Regions from separate parts of the Sus scrofa genome. Here region 1 is linked to region 2. The links are chromatin contacts, called in public Hi-C maps. All regions are on one chromosome and are shown on one strand. The core of a region is the stretch at or near the end of the contact, and the rest is flanking DNA. Distances in the headings are between cores, read along the strand shown. Region 1 holds the start of FAM110C (protein FAM110C). Region 2 holds the start of PXDN (peroxidasin homolog).

Evidence for each region. Hi-C and Micro-C count contacts between places; a contact is called where the count stands out from the background.
Region 1: a contact with region 2 is called in a Hi-C map of liver, with 5 times the contacts expected there. The contact joins the promoter of FAM110C here to the promoter of PXDN in region 2. A contact is called at or near these places in 2 of 47 Hi-C or Micro-C datasets (heart right ventricle and liver).

Annotation. Positions count from the first base shown.
Region 1 is chr3:132,805,642-132,813,409 of Sscrofa11.1, reverse strand. FAM110C (protein FAM110C) reads right to left here and starts at 3,372. Exons shown (of 2, transcript XR_002342890.1): 1 at 2,914-3,372. It overlaps LOC110260067 (a long non-coding RNA gene), which reads left to right and starts at 2,933. Exons shown (of 3, transcript XR_002342891.1): 1 at 2,933-3,048.
Region 2 is chr3:132,302,873-132,309,618 of Sscrofa11.1, reverse strand. It overlaps PXDN (peroxidasin homolog), which reads right to left and starts at 3,331. Exons shown (of 22, transcript XM_005662789.3): 1 at 2,677-3,331. The coding sequence starts at 3,026.

The sequences.
Region 1 (7,768 bases), core at 2,123-4,622, 500 kb before region 2:
GAACTCTAAGGCACTTAGAGTTCTAGGTAGGATCTAGTCCTGCCCCAACTCAACAACCAAAGCTCCTTCTCCTGAATGAAGCTGCTCCAGCGACTCTCCTTAGAAAGGTCTCAAAACAGTTTGAACAAAATTTAGCCAAATAGAGATCTTTGCAGCTAAAGGGATACATCAACTGCTAACAAGATTCTGGAGAGAGTTCTTTCTCTCTCCTGCTTTGGTAAAGGCCTCCTGGAAGTGCAGAGCCTTCAGTTCTGCAGCATGGGAGAGGGCAGCCCCACCCGAAGCCCACAAGCTGACTAGTCAGCTCTGATGGGTCCAAGCTCAGGAAGCCCACAAGTCAATTCACACAGGGCCTGGGGCTCCCAGGCTATTTTCAAAGCAGGGTATAGCAGAGATGTTAAAACTCCTTTCTGACTGCTCATTTATAATTCCAATTCCTCCTGTTTTTACAATAATAAACCAACAGGTGTTACTGTACAGAACTACCTTCCTGGCAGCCAGAAGGCACACTCAAAAGAAACGGCACAGGACCTGCGGGGGACCTGGGTTGCCAGCACAACAGGTGGACCTGCACTCTTGAGCAGCGCAGGAGCCTCTGCGTCTCTCTCTCTAGGGTCTGTTGTGCTTTAGAGGACAAGGCCCTCCCAGCTCGGCCACACTCACCGAGCCCTCACAGACACCCCTCCCGGCCTTCCTGGAAGCGCACCTGGGGCCAGGTGTCACCGAGGCGCAGGGGTCACGCCGGGCCCTGCAGCCCCTGGCCCGGGGCCTCTCTGGCCTTCTTACAGGTGTACAGCCACTTGATGATACGAGCGTTCCTCTCCACCACGGAGGTGGTGCCGGACCCCTGCTCCGTCAGCTCGTCCTCCTGCAGCCCCTCGTCGCCGCCGCTGTGCCGGGAGAAGCCGCTATCGGAGGTGGCGACGCTCACGCTGCGGACCTTGAGGGCGACGCGATCCGACGCCGCGGAGAAGTTCTCCCTCCCCAGCGCCTCCACCACCTCGGGCTCCAAGCCGCAGTACTGGAAGAAGGTGTCGAACTCGGCCAAGGATGCGGAGTAGCGGGAGCTGAGGTCGGACTGCGAGCGCTGCAGTCCCCGGCGCCTCGCTCCTCGCAGGGTCCCGGGGCGAGGCCCCTCGAGCTCTGGGTCCCGGGGCGCAGCCGGGACCCTGGGGGCCGCCTCGACAGGCGGGGCGGGCTCCGGGAGCGTCGGGGGCCCTGGGACTGCGGGAGCCACTACGCGGCCGGGCTCAGTCCGGGCAGCCTCCTCGGCCCTGCCCTCCTCTCCCACGTGGGGCACGCCGGGGGCCGTCTTGTCCTTGACCGGTCCCTGGAAGAGCTTCTTCACCAGGCTCCCCTTAGGGCCGTCGGCTCCCGGCCCTCGGACGAACTCGCATTTCTGCCGGTAGATGACCAGCGAGTCTGGCCTCAGGGGCTTCCGCGCTATGGCCCTGCGCGCCACGGGCCCGGAGACTCGGGCCGGGGGCCGAGGGTCGCCCGTCTGTCCTTCGACCGCCTCGGGGCTGTTGCCCTCGCCAACCGGGCCTGGGCCCGCCCCCGGCGCACCCCGCACGTACTTGGCACGGTCGGCTGCCAGCCTCTCCACGGCACTCCTGCGCGCCGGCTCCGCCGCGTCCCGGGCCCTGGGGGCCTCGAGGTCCCGGAACAGGAGCCGCTCGTTTGGGGGCGCGTCCAGGGTTGGCAGGGCGCGCATCCTCGGGGATCCGCAAGCCTCAGCGCACCGCGGAAACGCGCTTCCGCTGCGGCTCCCGCCCGTCCTTTTACCAATTCCGAACTCGGGCGGAGTAGAGCGGCGCCCCAGTTCCCGCCGGCTGGTCTGGAGTCAGGGCGAACCGGAGTCCTCACGGATTGGCTAATCGCTGGAGTACCCGCCCGTCCGGCCCCGCCCCTCCGGCCCCGGCCCAGGCCCCGGCCCCCACCTCCGGCCTGGACCCGGGTCCACGCCCCCGCCCCGTGCCCCAGACCCGGCTCCCACCCACACGCAGTCCTAGCAGCCAATAGGCTGGAGGGCTGCGCGCTGAGCCCCACGCGCCGAAGCTGTGAGGGCTCCAGGGCGCCGGGGGGCAAAGGGTCCGGGAGGGACTGAGCTGGTTCAGATCCAGGTATCAGCCGCCTCCTCCCAGCCTGGGAGTGCCTCGGGTTGTCGTTTTAAGCTGGCATTTCCGGACTTGGGGGAGGGCAGAGCGAACGGGATTCGCCCCCCCCCCCGCAGGTGTCTCAAATCCTTTGAATTCTTAAAGTGACCTCAACTGTTTGGAAACTTGACTTTTTTAATTCCCTAAATTATCACCTGGGCACTGCTTATACCGAAAGAGAACGCAGTCTGTTTGTTAGGTAGAAAGAACCCAGGAATCTGGTAGGGACCTGGGTCACGTCGTAGCTCAGGCAGGAGGCCGGCTGTGGGCCTGACAAGACCCGAGCACCTGGTGCCGGGACTCGCAGGAAGCGGAGGCGAGGCTCCCTGGATTTGGAAAAACCTGAACAGATTTCCCAGAATGATTGCCGTTTTTACCGTAATCAACGCAGCGGGGAAACCACGGGTTCACTAGGGCAGTGGATCAGCCTAGGAATGTTAAAGGTTTAAAAGAAAACATTTCCAAAATTCCATTTTTTCGAAAGTTGGACAAAGGTCTAAAAATATCTGCCAGACGAGTGAAATGTCCACGTTATCTCATGTTAAGGCCGACTCAAGATAATGCTGACCTCTCAAAGCTGCGGTTGAGTGTGCCTGGTGCGGGGCTCCCCAGCTACCCTGTGGGCTGCGGGCAGTGGCTCCCTTACATCAAGGTCTGTTTTGTTTCCAGAAACGCCAATGGGCACCAGGAGGGGCCTGTTTAGGGGTTAGCAGGGGCAGCAGCTGAATGTTTTCAACCAGGTTTGGCGAATGCTTACCATCTAGCGACCCAGGATCCGAGAACCGCAGCAGGTTGCAAATGGGTTCTGAGACCTTGAATTTCCGTGAAGCAAAATCCCATAGTCAGTGACAGAACAGAAGAAACCAGGCCTCCTGAGAACCAGCCGACCCAGGTAGTGTCACCGGAAGAGGCCCCACTGATCGGAAAAGACGACCGTGGTCCTGGGGAGGAGGAGGGAGAGGGAGAGAGCGCGGGCAGGAGGGGGACGCTGAGCGGGCGGTGGGGGGGGGAGCGAGAGCAGGGAGAAGAGAGAGCAAGGGGGGGGGAGACATTCTGAGCAGAAGGGGAGGAGGGGAAAGCGGGGGTGGGTGGAGAGGGAGGGGGAGAGAGTGCTGGGGAGAGGAGAGAGAGAAAGCAGGAGGTGGGGGAGGGAGGTGGGGAGAGAAGCGGGAGGGAGAGAACAAGCCAGAGCTGTGAGAGAGCGCCTGCACCAGCTTCCCATAATAGGACACTATTGGTGGAAGGGCCAAAGTCCAGAGTTTTCTCTGCTCAGGCAGCCTGGTCTATTGTCAATCTGAGAGAGGAAAAAAAAAAAAAAAAAAAAAAAAAAAAACTTTTTTAATTGCTTAGCCCTAAGTGGCTCCTTTTCCTAATTTGCACTTTAGCGTCCAGAGAAAGGCAACTCCCAAACAGAGGACATCTGGTATTTGCCTGAGCCTGGATCCACCATTTATTAGCTATGTTCCATTGCACATATAACAAACCTCTCAAGACTTTGTCAGTTGTAAACTTCCTCATTTTTGTAGTTTAGAAAATCTATTGCTTTGTAGTGAGCACTAAATGATTGTTAAAGAAAGACCTAGGCTTAGGTCTCTGTTGTGGCTTTTAAAGAGGCTGTCAGGTTGGACTTCTCAATGCCTCTGGTTGCTCATCTATAAACTACAGCTTATTACACCACCTGCTCGGGCATTTGTTGATGAGATAACACATATAAGGGGCTTAGCACCATATCTGGTAAGATCACATTTTCAGTAAATAAATTTATGGTTGGATGATCATGGTTATGATTAGTCAGTTGTCATGTTTTAAATAAGGTTAGTGAATTCGCATGTGACTATTGAAGACAAGGGTAAAATAAAACTGCTATAAAGTTGTATTTAAGATTTATTGCTATTAAAGCTAATTATATTTCTATCCAGAATTTTCTATCTATTAAGAAGATAATTAACTGGATAAATAGAACTGGAGTAATAGGATACAAGAAATATCATAAATAAATTGTTCATATTGCTCAACTGCTAGCTTAGAATTTGAGCCTAATTTCCACCCTGGCATTATCTCAAAAGACTTGGTCAGAGCAGGAAATATCGCTTACAGACCCAGTGATCCAGAAACTACTCCTAGGAGCTTATGCTAAGGAACCAAGAGCTGTGTGCACAGTATGTGGATATTCCTGCAGACAGTTAAAATCAACCTACATTCAACAATAGAAAGAAGGTTAGATAATGTATGACATGCTCCTGGGACTGAGTATTGTGTAATCACGTACAGGCATGCTTCCACAAGATATTTTACAGAGTGGGACATGACCATGATGTATGTGAAATTTTTTAAAAAATAAGACAAATGTAGTGGCAGTTTTGAATAAATTTCTGGAAACATAAAACTTACCAGACTAAAATCATAAGAAATAGAAAATCCAAATAGACCTATAACAGTAAGGATATTGAATCAGCAATCAAATCTCTACTGTCCAAGAAGAGCTCCGGACCGGAGTCTTCACTCACGGAACTTTTAAAGAATTAATGCCAGTCCTTCTTAAACTTTTCTCAAAAACTGAAGGAGAAGGAACCCTTTCTAACTCATTCTATAAGGCCTTCATTACTCTGACAACAAAGTCAAACAGAGACTCCAGAGAAGAAATCTACAGGTCAATATCCCTTAGGAATATCAACGCAAAAATGATTAACAAAACACCAGCAAGCATGATCCAGCAGCATACTGAAAGGATTATACACCATAACCAAGTGGGATTATTCCTGGAATGCAAGGGTGGTTCATCACATGAAAATCAATCAGTGTGATATGTCACATCAACAGAATGGAGGGGGAAAAAGAACATACGGTCATCTCATTCAGTGCAGAAAAAACACGACAAAATTCAACACCGTTTCATGATAAAAACACTCAATAAACTAGGAATACAAGGAAACTATTTCAGCATAATAAATGTCATATGTGAAAAACCCTAGTGAACATTGTACTCAGTGACTGAGAGACTGAAAGCTTTTCCTCTAAGATTAGAAACAAGACAAGGATGCCCACTTTCACCAATTCTAGTCAGCATAGTAATGAAAGTTCTAGCCAGAGTAATTACGCAAGAAAAAAAACCACAAAATCCCTACAAATAGGAAAGGAAGAGATAAAATTTTCTATGTTTGCAAATGATATGATCTTACATGTAGTAAACTCTAAAGATTCTACACACACACCCACACACACACAAACCTGTTAGAATGAAAGAAAATTCAGCAAATTGGGGGATATAGGTCAACACACAAAAATCAATTGCATTTCTATATATTAACAATGATCAACCTAAAAAGAAAATTGCAAAACAATTGCCTTTACTATAGAATCCAAAGAAGAGTAAAATACTTAGAGATTAATTTAAAATAGGAGGTAAAATACTTACATGATAAGAACTACAAAACATCACTGAAAGAAATTAAAGCAGACATAAGTAAATTGAAATACAGCCCATGTTAACGTTTTAGAAGACAATCTTGTTAAAAAGTCAATACTACCCAAAACTGTCTACAGATTAAGTATAATCCCTATGAAAATTCCAGTGATATTTTTTGCAGAAAGAGTTAAAAAAAAATCCTAAAATTCGTATAGAATCTCAAGGGACCTCAAATAGCCAAAAAGAACTTGAAAAAGAACAAAACTGGAGGATTTACACCCCTGATTTCATGACTTACTATAAAGCTATATAAAAAGGGTGTGGCATTGGCGTAAACACAGATATAAAGACCAATGGAATAGAAAAGAGAGCCTGAAGATAAAACCTCACATATATGGTCAAATGATTTTTGACAAGGGTACCAAGACCATTCAATAGGAAGGGACAGTCTTTTCAACAGTTAATGCTGGGGGAGTTCCTGAAATGGCTCAGTGGTTAACGAGTCTGACTAGGAACCATGAGGTTGTGGGTTTGATCCCTGGCCTTGCTCAGTGGGTTAAGGATCCGGCGTTGCCGCGAGCTGTGGTGTAGGTTACAGACGCGGCTCGGATCCAGCGTTCCTGTGGCTCTAGCGTAGACCAGCAGCTGTAGCTCCGATTGGACCCCTAGCCTGGGAACTTCCATGTGCCGCAGAAGCGGCCCTAGAAATGGCAAAATGACAAAAAAAAAAAAAAAAAAAAAAGCAGTTAATGCTGGGAAAACTCGGTCTTTACGTGCAAAAGAATGAAGGTGGACTTTTACCGAACTCCATATACAAAAATTAACTCAAATTGGATCAAGAACCTAAAATATAAGGCCTCAAACAATAACTTTTAGAAAACATAAGACAAAACTTTAAGATGTTGGATTTGGCAGTGATTTCTTAGATATGACACCAAAGGCACAGGTAAGAAGAGAAATAGACAAATTGGACTTCATGACAATTTTTTTAATGAGTGCATCAAATACACTACAGAGTAAATAACAACCCATAGAATGAGAGGAAATATTTGCCAATCATGTATCTGATATAGGATTAATATCCAGAATATATAGAGAACTCCTAAAAGACAACACAAAAACAAACAAAAAATTCAAAAGTTGACAAAGGATTTAAATAGACATTTCTGAAAAAAGGATTATACAAATGGCCAATAATCACATGATAAGATATTCAACATCAGTAATTATTAGGAAAATGTAAATTCCCAAACCAGAAAACAACCAGTGCAGGTGAAGATTTGGAGAAATCGGGACACCTGTGCACTCTTGGTGGGAGGGTAGAATGATGAAACTGCTGTGGGAAGCAGCATGGCAGCACATGCAAAACTAAAAATAGAGTTACCATATGTTCCACCAGTTCCACTTCTGCTATATATCCAAAAGAACTGGAAGCAAGGTCTTGAAGAGATATTTGTCCACCATGTTCATAGCACCATTATTCACAGTAGCTAAAATGTTGAAGCAACACAAGTGTCCATCAACTGATGAATAGATAAGCAAATTCTACATACATGCAATGGAATATTACTCAGCCTTTAAAAGGAAGAAAATTTTGCATTATACTACAACATGGGTGAACCTTGAGGACATTATGCTGAGTGAAATAAGTCAGTTACAAAAGTATAAATACAGTGTGACTCCACTTATATGGGGTACTTAGAACAGTCAAAATTATAAAGACAGAAAGTACAGTGGTGGTTGCCATGGGGTAGGGGAGGAGAGTCTGAGGAGCTGGTGTTTAATGGGTATTGAGTTTCAGTTTCATGAGATGGAAAAATTTATGGAGATGGAAGGTGGTGATGGTGCACAACACTGAGTGCATTTAATATCTCTGACACGGACATGTAGAATCGTTAAGATGGGAGTTCCCACTGTGGCTCAGGGGCGATGAACCCGACTAGCATCCATGAGGATGCAGGTTTGACCTCTGGCCCTGCTCAGGGCGTTAAGGATCCAGCATTGCCACAGCTCTGGTATGGGTCAAAGGTGCAGCTGGGATCTGGTGTTGCTGTGGCTGTGGCGTAGGCTGGCAACTGTAACCCCATTTGACCCCTAGGAACTGTCATATGCTGTGGGTGTAGCCCTATAATGAAAAAAAAAAAGGTTAAAATGGTAATTGCTATGCTGTGTGTATTTTACATTACAAAAGTGGAAAAAAGTAAAA
Region 2 (6,746 bases), core at 2,082-4,581:
GGGGACAGGGCACCCCCTGCCTGCTGTGGGGCCAGTTCACACCCCCCCAGGGCCACCCCAGCCCGCGTCCCCAGGCTCCCTCCGACACCAGGGTTTCCTGTCCCGTGGTCGGCAGTGGTCGGCAGCCAGGGACCTCTGAGGAGCACGTGAGGATGTGCCCTCCCCAAAGGTCCAGAGTGAGAGAGGGGACAGGAAGGGGGCAGAGCAGAGGTGCCACACAGTGTGTTTTAACATTAGCTTCTTAATCACCCTGGGGACAAACGCCTACAGTAGTGTTAGGCAGAAAATACTCAAAATTTAAACAAATATTTCTTGCAAAGCTTCTGGGCTGCAGAGCACGGCTCTGGACAGTGAGGAGAGGACTCGGGACCTCAGGGCGTCTGGCCGCCCTTCATTCTGGAACACCTGTCCCACTTCCCAGGGTCAGACCTGAGCCACAAGACACTCCTGGGCCATCATTTCTGAAGCCCCAACCACGGAGCTGTTTTGCCCACTCTTGGCCCCATGTGGACAAGTCTGTTTTCCCAGCGATTCCCATTCAATCTTGGGGCGTGGGGGCAGGGGGCCGGGGAGCAGAGGGTGGAGTGATGCTGAGCAGCCCCCCTAACTCTGGGGCCGGGTCCTACGAAGTCCCCACTTTCCACCAAGCCTTGTTTCTTTTTTTAATAGAGAGGAATCGCATACTAGCAGATGCATGAGAACAGACACCTCGGAGAAAAGCCGAAAGTGAAAACATTTCTGCCCCGGGAGGACCTACGGCGACATGCCTGTGCCCCACCAAGGACACGCCAGACAGTCCCCAAGCCCCGCAACGCCCCAGAGCCCGCCTGCCCTCGTCAGCACGGCTCCCTCCTGGGCCCCCCATCGCTGCCCTTCTGTGGCCGCAGTCCCAGCCGCTGGAACCCCCACCCAGGACTCAGCTCCTCCTGGTTCCAGGCCCACAGCAGCAGCAATGGGAGCTTCCTCACCCTGCGCCTGCATCTACACAGCTGTAAACGGGGTGTGTGTTCATGTCACCCGCAACCCGCTTGTTTCAGTGAGGGGTCTGTTGTGCTCCGCACCCCGCCTCCTCTCGGAGTCAGTGAGACCCAGCAAAGGCATTTCAAAACGCCCCTGAAAACTGTGAGACCCCAGGCAAAGCAGGAGGTAGAGGGGGGCTTTCTGGGAGAGAGGCCAGTGCTAAGCAGGGTCCCGTCCCTCCTACCCTGGGCTGGGGGGTCTGTGGGAACGGGAGGCTGGGGGCACCTTTTCTGTTCCGTGACACTCATTTTCTTCAATATTGTTCTTTTTGAAAAGCAATTCGGATAGGAGGGCCAAGCACAGCGCAAGCATTAGCCGTTGGCCAGATGTGAAAAATGGCTTCAGGGCCCAAGTTTTTTCCACTGACTCACTAAAGAATTAAATTACCCCATCCAGAAACCCTCCCCCGGCCTGTCTGCAAGTCCTTTTCTTCAGAGCCCCATGCGTCTGGCACCCCCGCCTCCACAGGGGAAGGAACAGAGTCGCAGGCTGAGCGCAGGCCCCGCCAAAGACCCCAAGGAAGCTGCCAGGAGAGTCAGCGCCCAAGAGCTGAGTGGTCCGTCCTTGTTTTAAAAGTAGGAACACTGACCGCCCACTTCCTGAATAGTTCACTCAAGATTTTACAACTTTTGCAGGCTGCTCGGTGGTGCCAAAAGCACTCCTGCTCAGCCAAGAAAAGTGGAAACTATTTTTGGCATTCAGAGGGCAGCTGCAGGACGCTCGGTACGGTCGGCGCCTGAAGCGCAGGCGGCCTTTTCAGATTCTGAAAATTTCTCATCCGAGTCGCGGGCGAACAGCTCGAGGCCTGCAGCCCCTCGGCGGCATCCCGGGCCGGCGACCTCCTCTAGCCGGGCGAGAGCGCGATGCTCGGTGCCACTGGAGCGCCGACTCTCCGATGGCACCGCCGCGGCGCGCCCTGGCTGGCGACAAGAGCGGCGATGGGTCCCAGGCGCCAACCCGCTCGGACCCCGACTCTGTCCACCCCCCGGCCAGCCGCGCCGCGCCACAACTCGGGGAGGGACCCGCACCGCGGCCGCTCCCGGAGCTCGGCCCCGCTCTCCCGCGGCGCAGAGCAAGCCCGAGAGAAAACCGTGCGCCCCGCAGGGCTCGCGACTACCCGGGCAGGAGGCTCCCCGCGCCCCGGCCGATGCGGGGACGTGGGGGCGCTGCCGCCGTGGGTCACGGAGGATGCGCCCGGGAGGCTCCCCCAGTGCGGGGGCGGGGGTACCGCGCCCAGGGAGGACCGGGAAACCGGAGCGGGAACCGCCGAGTGGGAGGAGGGGAAGGAGGGGAGGGGGGAGGAGAGGAGGGGGGAAGCGGAGGAGGGGGCGCGGGGCGCGGGGAGGAGAGGGGCCCGGAAAGGGGCGGGAAGGGGGCAAAGGCGAGCGGAGGACGGCAGCGAGCAGGACCGGGCCGGGCGGGGCGGCCGGGCTTCCCCCGCCTGCTCCCAACAACTTCCCCGTCCAGCGGGGATTCCGAGCTCCGAACAAAGGCGGCTCCAGAGGCGGCGCGCGCTGCGCTCAGGTCCGCCCCCCGTGCCCCGGCCAGGGCGGACAAAGGCCCCGCCGCACCATCCTCCCTCCCGGACCCCGGACCCCGGCCCTCGATCCTCCCGCGCGCCTTGCCCCTCGGGGCCCCGCGCCCCGCCGCACTCACAGGATGGACGTCTGCGGCGCCACGGCGGGCACGGCCTCCAGCAGCAAATGCATGCAGCGCACGGTGGTGCGGAAGCACAGGCAGCGGCTAGGACACCCGTTGCCCGGCTTTTGGGCGACCACGGCCAGCACCCCCCAGCAGCAGCACATCACAAGCGCCAGCAGGCAGGGGCGCGCGGGACGCGCGGGGTGCACGGCCATGGCCCACGGCGCGCAGGACACGCGGACACTCGGACCGATCGTGAGGGCCCGGCGCGTCGGCTGCCGGCTCTGGACTGCGCCCTCCCGCCGCCCAACTGCGGCCCACGTCCCAGCTGTGCGCGGGGGGCGGGGGGCGCCAGCTGTGCACATGCGCGCGGCTCCTCCCTTCCCACCCCCACCTCCCCAAGGGCCGGGGCGGGGCGAGGACCTCCAGCCGTGCGTCCGGCTGCGGCGCCCCCTTCCCAGGGCTGCCTGGGGTGCCGTGTGGAGGCCAGGTTGGGCCCCCAAGTTCCAATCCCAGGTCTCCGCCCACGATCTGGGGCCTAAGCCAAGTTTGCTTCACGTCCTCTGGCCGCCGTGTCCGCACTATGCGAGAGGGTTTTTGTCCTTTTATAAAACACGTTGGGAGCGCCGGCAAGTCCCAGGCAGGATTCCAAGGGCTTGCTCTGTCTCTCTGTCTCTTAATCTCTGTCTCTTAATCTCTCTCTGTCTCTATCTCTTTCTGTCTCTCTCCCTTAATCTCTCTCTGTCTCCGTTTCTCTTTCCGTCTCTCTGTCTCCCCCCCCCCACCCCGCTCTCCTTGTCTGTCTAACACACAGACACACTCTGCTGCAGGATTAGAGCCAGGCTGCCGGGCTCCCCGGCGGAGCCCCTGAGGCCTGGTCACTGCCCAGGGCTGTGCACTGCTGCCCCCAGGACTGTTAGGAGGCAGCGCTGGACCAGGTGGACCCTCATGGACCTTTGGTTTCTCCCCTGTGGCCTCTTCCAGGGGGGCCTTGTCTGGAGCAGAAGCCCTGGGAAGGAGGGGCCCCACCTGCGTGTGTGTGTGTGTGTGTGTGTGTGTGTTCACAGCCTCACCCCAGCACTTTCCTCAAGGATCCAGTCTCTGCGGTGACAGTGGAGGACGTCAAAGCCACACAGTCACCAAGCCTCAGCCTCAGAGGCGCCTGGGTCTGTTCTGACACCCACACTGTTGCGTGACCGGAAGTGCCACAGTGGGGCTGAGGTGACCTGGCTCGCTCCTGCCACCCTGTCGGCAAACAGCTGCTCCTGCACGTCGGTGGGGCTGCATCTGGGTGCGGCTGAGCGGGGGTCTGGTTCTAGACCCCTCCGGAGGCTGCACGTCCATGACAGACGTTCTCACCCCAGTCACCACGTGGGGTAGCCGTCCAGTCACGCCCCCCGGGGGTCCTGCACACTGGCCAGTCCCGCGTCTCCCCCAGAGCCCACGCCCGGGGCCACACTCATTTTGCTTTTTCTCTGGGGACCCCCAAGAATTTCAGCCTTGCATATCAGAAACCCAAAACCTTACTCTCCCTGAAAATGTCATTTTTCCTCTGGGTCACCCATGTGTCCCTCCAACTGTTTCTCATACCTCGGGCCCGCAGGTCCGCTGCTCCACCCCCCAGCCCTGCAGCAACAGAGAATGTGCCGCTTCGACTGGGCCACTCCGCTGTCCAAATGGCTCTGGTCCCTCGGGTTTAAGTGGGAAAAGCCACATCTCTCCCAACACCTCAACCTGGGCCTCCCGAGGTCAGCTCGGGCAGCTAATTTTATGTGTCCATTGGCTGGGCCATTGGCCCAGTGACAGGCCACACGCTAGTCCCGGTGCTGTGCCAAAGGCCTTGGGAGGTGAGACTAACGTTGGTTCCTGTCTGCGACCGGCTGTCTAGGAGAGGAGGGGTCCCTCCTCCAGTCTGTTCAAGGTCTTAAGAGCAGGAACTGAGGTTTCCCGGAGAAGAAATTCTGCAGAGTCTCAGCGTGCCCTCCTGCGGGCGTTCCTAGTCCCCTGACCTGCCTCTAAAACTAGGACCTGCCAGGGCACCGGGGCGTGAGCCAGTCCTTAAAATCCCCTCCCCTCCTCCTCCTCCCTCCCTCCCTCCTTCCATCCCCCACATGTCCGTCCGTCTGTCCATCTGTCCGTCCATCCACGCAGCGCGTCGGCCGTCTCCCGGAGGACAGCCGTCCGCGGAGCCCTGGGTGGAGGTGTGGTGGTGAGAGGCCAGGGCAGTGAGGCCGGGTTGGGCTTGTAGGAGCTCACGGGTGAGGACGGAGCGCTTCCCGACACAGACACAGCCCAGCGCCTTTCCACAGCCTTTGCCCGGATTTCCTCTTCCGCCCCCTGGCGGCCCGCGGAAGCCTCACAGCTCCAGGATCCTGACCTTCCCGCGGCTCCCAAGACCTCTGATGATGGCTTTCCCAACCGTATCATCTGTGCCAAAGCCTGTTATCTGTCCTGCAGCAAACATTCCTTTCAGTGTGACTGGGCACGGTGACAGGCTCGGTTGCTCACGGAGCCAGACAGAGGAGCCGCGATCGCCGAGCAATCTCTGTTTTCTGTGACGCCGTCACTGAGTCACTGAGGTCCATCGGGTGGCTGCGGGAACACAGAACCACCCCCAGCCGCCTAAGGCCGGCTCTGCGGCAGGACCAGCGCACGGCTGCTGCGCGCAGACCCTGCCCACAACATCCCGGAGGAAGGGCCATCATCCCCCCTTTTTGCAGCCGAGGAAACCAGGGCCTGGCGAGCAGAGCAGCTTATCCGAGGGCTCGTCTCTAATGGGGGGCGGGCAGAAGGATGCCGTCTGGGCAGGCACTGACCTGTGAGCCTCACCCAGGTGCTGGACACTGCACGCGGGGCCCCCTCCCGGACTGCACCACCCCTGTCGCCACCCCAGCACTGCAGACCATCACTGGGGAGCTGCCAGGGTTACGGGAGCCGCCCTCCTGGAGGTGCCTGCACCCTGCCCGTCCTGACAAGCCTGCAGCCACAGGCACTGAGTCCTGCGGAGCTTGACCTGTCCTGGCGGTCAGCCTGCAGGGCTTCCTGGGCCCCAGGGGGTCGAAGGCACATCCTTCCCCGCTGGGTGGCCACCCGCACACCCAGGTCCCACCCCCCCACCCCCCACCCCCCACCCCCGCCCCGTGCATGGCACTGTGCTGAGAAGGCCCCAGGGGATCCCAGGGACAGTCCTCATTTTCTGCGCCTCCTCCGGCGTGGCGATGCCTCCTGGCCACCTGTCTGCCCCACTCTTCCAGGGTTTACGAGGAAAAGACAAACTGGGAGGCAGGCTTACCTCCTCTGTGACTCCCGAGGCTGCTCTGGGCTGCGTCTGTCATTGCAAAGACCCACTCCCCTGGGGCTGTTGTGCGGGACACCTGGGGCCCTGGTCTGAGGAGGGGACTCCCTGCCCAGAGCCTCCCATGTAGGGCCCGAGCCTGGAGAGGGGCCATTCCCAGACAGTGAGTCAGCCCCTCAGAGCCTGGCTGTGCCTGCAGCTCCTGGGAGCCCCCCACCTGGGCCACCCTGGGGCCAGGGCAGGGCTAACCCAGGAGCCCACAGAGCAGCACAGATGCACATGCCCCCCGGATCCTGCACCCTCACCTTTCTGGAGCCAGAGGCCCGAGGTCCAGGCTTCCACTGGAGGCTCAGGTGTCTGTTCCGGCCTCCCCAGCTTCCCTCCTCCATGCTCCAGGGACCTCGGTCGCAGCCCCTTTTCCAAGCCGTGGGTTCCCAGGGGGCGGCGAACGGCTGGTGAGCCCATCCTGGTGGCCTGGGGTCCTGCTGAAGGCCTGCTCACCTCCAGGGCTGCTCCCGGCCGAGGGGGAAGGGCCTGGACGGCACAGTGGGTCCAAGGGCTCCAGGACAGGGTTTGCTGCCCCGGCTTTGGCCACAGGGACTTGACACTCTGGAGTCGGGTGCCAGCTGTGGAGGTCACGTGCTGACAGAGGAATCTGCGGCTTGTGCTGTTCACCCCCACGCAGCTGCATCCTGCTCCGTCCCTTCCTCTTTTCGGGACTGTCTGAAGCCCCGTCCCGCGGTGGAAGCCACACATGCGGGGTCTGGTTCTGTCGTCATGAGCTGGACGA